2 separate regions of the Mus musculus genome follow, and region 2 is linked to region 1. Evidence: chromatin contacts called from public HiChIP or PLAC-seq data. All regions are on one chromosome and are shown on one strand. The core of a region is the stretch at or near the end of the contact, and the rest is flanking DNA. Distances in the headings are between cores, read along the strand shown.

The links. HiChIP or PLAC-seq counts read pairs in DNA pulled down with a chosen protein or histone mark.
Region 2: a FOXA1 HiChIP or PLAC-seq map of pancreatic cancer cells shows a contact between it and region 1. The contact joins two enhancer-like sites. A contact is called at or near these places in 1 of 39 promoter capture datasets (embryonic stem cells), 1 of 484 Hi-C or Micro-C datasets (the N1E-115 cell line) and 1 of 115 datasets of contacts at active chromatin or transcription factors (pancreatic cancer cells).

Annotation. Positions count from the first base shown.
Region 1 is chr9:56,550,453-56,553,940 of GRCm38.p6, forward strand. No RefSeq gene overlaps it. Among named protein-coding and RNA genes, the nearest start is that of Gm31529, 28 kb to the right of the region's middle. Within about 2 kb of position 1,844, at least 150 of the 459 cell types and tissues checked have an H3K27ac peak or open chromatin away from gene starts, as enhancers often do. A contact at or near this core is called in the N1E-115 cell line and pancreatic cancer cells, where this site is marked.
Region 2 is chr9:56,871,393-56,874,732 of GRCm38.p6, forward strand. The region is part of intron 1 of Cspg4 (chondroitin sulfate proteoglycan 4); the gene reads left to right. Among named protein-coding and RNA genes, the nearest start is that of Cspg4, 8.0 kb to the left of the region's middle. Within about 2 kb of position 1,914, at least 61 of the 459 cell types and tissues checked have an H3K27ac peak or open chromatin away from gene starts, as enhancers often do. A contact at or near this core is called in the N1E-115 cell line and pancreatic cancer cells, where this site is marked.

The DNA of each region.
Region 1 (3,488 bases), core at 594-3,093:
AGCCTTGGTTTGCAGACCTGGAAGATGGTAGCATCTGTCCCTCTCTGCTTTGTAGCAACCACCAGGGGGGAAAGTCTCTTAACAAGAGACCCTTCCCTGTATATGACTTAAGTGTTGTAATAAAAGACAAGATTGTTTGCATAGTTCTATAGATAACAGAGACTGAAGTGGGAAAGGTAGGGGCATGACCAAACCCTCAGAGGACTAGCCTTTGGTTTGTGTCCCCTAAGTCTCTCTTCACAACTCTGTCCTTTCCTGGATCCTAGCAGGTAGGACAGCTGACTTGCTGGGGCCCAGGCTGGAGTCCCATATGGCCCTGTGCTGTGTCAAGCATGATTCTTCAGCCCCAGCTCCTCAGAAAGCTCTTGAATTCTAAAGACCCATAGGCATTGTGGACCTGAAAGTGAGATCAGCTGTGGAAATACCTGCCCTAAGTCACACACACACACACACACACACACACACACACACACACACACACCATATACCTATACCATAACATACACACACACACACACACACACACTACATACCACCCTCCCACAACCCCTCACACCACAACACTCACACAAATATCATACACACACACACACCATACCATACCACCCCTCTGCACAAAATGCCATACCCCTTCCCTACCACCACCCCACACATGTACCCCATATACCATACCCCTCCCTCCTCATCATACACACACACACACACACACACACACACACACACACACACACTTCTTCTTTTTCTTTTTCTTTTTTTCTTTTCTTTTTTGGTTTTTCGAGACAAGATTTTTCTGTATAGCCCTGGCTGTCATGGAACTCACTCTGTAGACCAGGCTGGCCTCGAACTCAGAAATCTGCCTGCCTCTCCTCCCAAGTGCTGGGATTAAAGGCATGCACTACCACTGCCTGGCTAGACACACATGAGAATGCATACACATACCACGCACTACCCTCCCACAACCCCTCACATAACAACACCCCCCAAAATACCATACACACACACACACACACACACACACACACACACACCACACCACTCCCCCACCATATACCATACTCTTTCCCTATCACCACACCACACCACACACATACCCCATGTAGCATAACCCTCCTTTACCACACCAACCGCCCCCCACAACACACACACCCTACGCGTGTCCCACCCTCTTCCTGGGTTCCTGGCTGTGTGCTCCCCCTTTCACCCCCAAGCCTGCCGGGCTTGGATCTGCTGCCCTCCTCAGCATCTGGTTCCTCCTCAGGATGTAATGCTGTTGCCCCTAGCAACCGAGTTTCAGCCTGATCCTCTTCCCTCCTCCCTCTTTCTGGACCTCTGCTTTCTTCCTCCCTTCCCCCAACCTCAGAGCCAGTGCCCAGACCCAGAACTCTCCCAGAAGATCATGTGCCAGCTTAGTGACCAGCGAAGCTCTCTGATCTTCCCAGTTTGCTAAGCAACTGATGACCACGGTCAGTACTCTACCTGCCTGGCTGACTTGGAACTAAGGTAGCTGAAGACTAGTGCTGGAGGCACGAGGGGTGTCCTAGACTTGCAAGTGGGGCTCTCTGCACACCCAGGCACAGAGTCAGCAACTAGAGAGAAGGCGGTTGACTCCAGAGATAAGAGAGTTCCCCGGCCAGGAGGTATGCAAGAAGAGGCTATCTAATGAGGATGGTGCTGGTATGGCTCAGGGCATTAAGACAGGCAGCCCTCACATGCCTGGCTGTCCCTTTCAGCCATAGTTTTTTGTTTTGGGTTTTTTTTTCTCTTCCTGTCTCCACAGTCCCTTCTTTCTCTACTCTCTCGCCTCCCAGATGAGTCGCAGAGAGGACAGCTTAGGGAGAGGCTCTTGGAGAAAATGACATCATCAACTTCAGGGTAAGCCCAAGGCTGGGAGCAGGGAGACATAGCAGGACATAGCAAGACAGTGGCCACCAGACCCAGCACTTTCCTGCCTCGCTCCTTTCTTTTCCAGACACCCATAGCTACCCTGCTGCCCTGCCCTACTCTCTCCCACTCGGGCCTCCTGAATGGCCTGTGGTGTCCAATCTGCCTGTACCCCTCTCAGCCTCCTCATACTCTTGCCCGGGTCCCTGCACTGCTTCTCCCTCTCCTGCGGGATGCACTGCCCTGCCTTTCACCAGGATTCATCTGAGAGGTGCCTCCTCCAGGAAGCCTCCCTTGACTGTCCAGGTTGCTTGGGGTATGCCTCTGCTGACCTTCTGTCCTAAGCTGTTTGTCAGCTTTCTCATCCTGCCCAGTGGTTACTGTTTGGTTACAAGTTTCTCCTGATGGCCCCCGGAAGGTCTTCTTCAGGCCAGGAATTTTGTGTCCATGTTTATTAACAAATACTAAACAAGACTAGTATAACAACACCCTTCCTCTCTCTGGGTCTGTTTCCCCATCTGGAATGTGAGGGAGACAGGCCAGGGCAGGCTCCTATTGAATAGCCAAAACCAAGCTGTTAGCAGGGTCAGAGACCATCTGACTCAGCTTCCTGTCCAAGTCACAGGACTGAGCAATGGGACCTTGAGCAGTGAGTGACAAACACAGGAGCTATGGGGTCTGGTACAGACTGAGCCAGTCCAGCCCTCGCTCTGGGGTCCCTGGGGCTCTGCTGCCCTCCAGTGGCTGGAGGCCCCTGGGCACTTAGAAGCCTTGGTTTCTGACTATCCCACATACATCTAAAGTATCATAGGGCATATGGTGGGGCAGGGGCATGTCGTTGTCACCCAGAAAGTTAGGAGCAGTTACCAAAGCAGACCTTGGGGATCCCACACCCCAGCACTTCCAGACTCTGAATGGGGCATCGTTGTTTGTCAAGAGTCAAGCCTTGGTGTGGGGGTGGGGGGTCTCCGCACCTGTCACCTCAACTTTGTCATATGGTAGCCTTTCTCTGACAGCCATCGTTCTCAGCACAGACTTCGCTGACCCTTTGTCTAGTGCTCTTCGGCTCCTGCTCAGGGTCCTTCCAGCTTCAGTAAACAGTGTTGGGGGGTTGAAGGGTGCCTTAGTCCCCTCCCTCCTTAATTAATAAAATACTTAAAATAATGGCAGCCGTCATGATTGATGGACAGGGCCTAGCTAATTACCCTGGAGATTAAAATGACTGTTTCTGTTTAAAAAGGCTGCAAATGAGTTAATTATTTCCTTTGCTCACCTCTCTAACCTTGTTACACTTCTAAATGAATAGCAATATTGATCTTGGAACTGATTTTGGTGTTCCACCGCCCGAGCGGGTTTAATTAGGGTTTGAGCACACTGCAGCGCCTCCTCCTTCTGACCGGGGAAATTAGCCTTGGGTTTTACTTACATTTCATAGCCGTGTCCTCCACACAAACAGAAGGGCTGCAACATGGCAGTCGACGCCTGCCAGCTCGCCGGCTTGGCGCTGCCCTGGCTCTCAGTTCTGCTCTGTCCAGAGAGGCCAGCGCTGACCCTTGCCTGTGATCTCTTGCAACGTTCTGCAGGAAGGCCCTTGGGAGTGGCTCATT
Region 2 (3,340 bases), core at 664-3,163, 320 kb after region 1:
GATGCTGATTCCCACGACATCAGCTCCTCCCTGCCCCCCTTCTCTAGTGCACTGGGGCCAAGAATCTCTGCTGCAGCTGGGGCAAGGCAGGCTTGTGCCCCCCCCCACTTCCTGGCGGAGGGAGAACAAATCACCATTTTGGGGAGTCTCTGGGTTATGGCTGAGCATCTTTCCAATTCTCATTTTGACTCAGCCCCCACCTTTCCTGCTCTTAGGCCTCGGTTCCTCAGAGACCTTCTATGGGGAGGCAGGAGGCTAGACACAGCCATTACAAACATGGTGTTAGAGCGTTAGTTTGGGATTAGGTCCCAGCCCTTGTGCGAAGACCTTGGCTTGGCCCACTCTGAGCCTCCAGTTAGCCCTTTATACAACAGGAAAGAATAAGCCCTACCTCTCATATGAGTTGAAGACAACGAAGCCAGACCGTGGCCTGGAAATAAATCTCTGCCAGGTCTCTGTGCCTGAGGTTACTGTAGTTCTGTTCCTGCTGTCTTTCTGTGGTGGGTGGCTCAGCAGTGGGGGGTGATCCTGTTTAGGAAAGGTTCCAAGGCAAGGACTCTGGAAGGGCTCTCAGTCACCCACCACAACCCCAGCCCAGGAGCCTTTACAAAGTGGATGCAGGGTTCTGCATCTGTCCCACTTGAGGGCTGAGGTCTCACCTTGTTGGGACCTCACTGACAGAGCAGAAAGTCCCTCCTGGGTACCCAGAACCCACTACCCAATAGCAGACAGCCCTGCACAAGGCACATGAGCTGATATGCAGCTGAAACCCAGTCAGAGGATGCTAAGTGAGTAACCAGAGGGTAGGCAGACTCTGTCCCCAAAGCAAGTGACCGGGAAGGAAAAAATGGGCCCCCAGTATGGTTTATGAGTAAGGGAACCCAGAAACCTGTTTTTTTCTTGTCCTCTGCCAACTCCAACTTCTCTTGGTCCCCTCTCCAATTCTGACCAGAGCCCAGTGACATTGACATAAAGTACTCCAGAGTACTATGGCCCACAGTCACCACTGTAATCAGCAGTAGTGGCAGCACAAGGGGCAGAAATTCAGGCTGAGTGAAGTTGAAAGATGTCTCGGGGATGCTGGTGACAGCGATGTCCATGTGAGTTCAGTGAGGACATGTGAGGTGACTTTCCAGAGATGGCTACAGGGTGAGAAGCTTGGCCTTGTAACTCTAGAGGCATCCTTGGGATGATGGACTGTCCAGAGCCTAAGTTCTCTGTGTGGACACCTTTGCCTTCACCCCAGAGCATTCTGGGAAGGGCCCAGCCTTCTCCCCGGATATTCTAATGAACTCCAGGTGCCTGCCTCTGGCTGTTTCTGTCTCCAGGCATCTGGGGTTCATGTGCTTCTGATCTCCCATCTGTAACCCAGCTGAGCCCTTCTAGAAGTAGGTAGGGGCTGAGATGGTGGCTTCTCCCTCCACTTAGTAACAATCAACGGATAGGGAACTTGTATCCATGCTTACTACATGACAAGGTTGAGATTTCTGACCATGCTGTGTGGCCTTCAACAGACATCTGTCCCCCTCTGTGCCTCTGCATGAAAACTTTAATCTCCCAAATCATCTCTAAAACTCTGAGTCCAAGCTCTTAAGAATGGGACAGGGTCTCAGCTTCTAGCTAGCTGCTTGTCCTGAGTTGTACAGTAGGCTGGAGTAGACCTTCCTCGGGGCTTAAGGGCATTGGTTAGCCAGTGTTCCTGGGCATTGGGAAACTACTTTTCAAAGTTGGCCCCAGACCCTGGGGCTCTCCCAGGATGAGAGTTTTCCCCCACCCCCAGTTCCGATCTTCTACCCCCTAGCTTGGCTCCACCCTGCCAAAAATAAACTCAGACCACCCCATTTTATCCCAGCCAGACCCACCCAGCCCTTCCAGAGCCAGTTGAGTCACTGCTTGGGACTGCTCCTTTTTTAACTGTCTGAGTCACCAGTGTGGCTATGGCTTTGTGACACATGCCCAGGCTACAGTCAGCCCATAGCTCCTAAAAGCACAACAGTGGCAGCATCTGCATAGTGAGTAGCAGCAGGTGGATTTAGCTTGTAAGCTCTCAGGACTAGGAAGCTCACTCCCTTAGTAAGCCAAAGGGGAGCTGACCCCAAAGACCCTGCCTTGCCTGTAGCATTCCATTGCACCCCACCAGAGCTAAGCTTGTACTGCAGGAGTGCCAGAATGAGAGGGGTCTCCAAGCCCACCTGTAGCATTCTATTGCACCCCACCAGAGCTAAGCTTGTACTGCAGGAGTGCCAGAATGAGAGGGATCTCCAAGCCCGGTGTCTAGGGGTGAATGGGAAGGTCACAGAGACGCCTATTATTGCCCTTGCCTATTTGGTTCCAGCCCAGGCCCCACACTCTGCCCCGAGTGCTCTTTAGACTCACTATTGGCAGGGTTGCCCACTTCTGGCTTCCTCTGTTGCTCCTGCCTAACTCTGCTTACAGATCCATGGGTGCAGCCTCCCCATCTCTCTCGCAGACCCTTTTCTGTCCCATCTCTGTCTCTCCATCTCGACCATCCCTGTCCCTGGCTGTCTGTCTTCCTTTCTCTGTATCTGTGGCTCCTCTGTCTCTCCTTCTTGCATTGCTGGCTCTTCATTTTTGCCTCTCCCAGCTCTGGTCCTGTTCTTTCTCTGTGTCATCCTTTACCCAGTTTGGGTGACAGTCTGAAGTATGCACTCTGCAGCTGGCACCCCCAAGGCCCTCGTCTGTCTTCTCGGTAGACAAAATAGACCCACAACCACCTATCCCAACATGAGAGTCTGGGCCCCAGGGACCAATAATCCCGAGAGAAATTTTCCATCCTCCTCACCCAGGCCCCGTCCCCTACCCCAAAGCATAGGCTGCATCCTGTCTCAGGGAATGTCAGGATCCCACAGGCACTTCCTTAGAGCTTGGGGGTGGAGAGGGGGCCTGGGAATGGCCCCTCCTCGGGTCCTGCTGGAGCAGAAGCCTGCACAACTTCAAACCCCATTCTCCATCTGTGGTTATGCATCCAGCTATAAATAGGGGCTCAGAGTCTATTTTCTTTAAAAACAAGCATCAGACTGGGTGACCATGGCCATAAAAGCAACCCTTGGCTGGAGCAGGCTCCCACTCCTCCTCAGTCACTGTGGCCAGGCGCCTTAGATGGTTAGCAGGGCTAGAAAGGGGGTGGGGGTGACGACACAGAAGAGGCAGTCTCCAAGGTGCTACCTGGACCGGCTAGGGGACGCCCTTTACACACCCCTCCCCATCTCTCTCCATCACACAAGGTCAGTCTAATGCCTGAGACTCACAGTGTCAACACAGAGAGGTGGTACAGGTCCCCAAGCCACAGTTGATTATCTGCACCCTAAATAAAACGAAG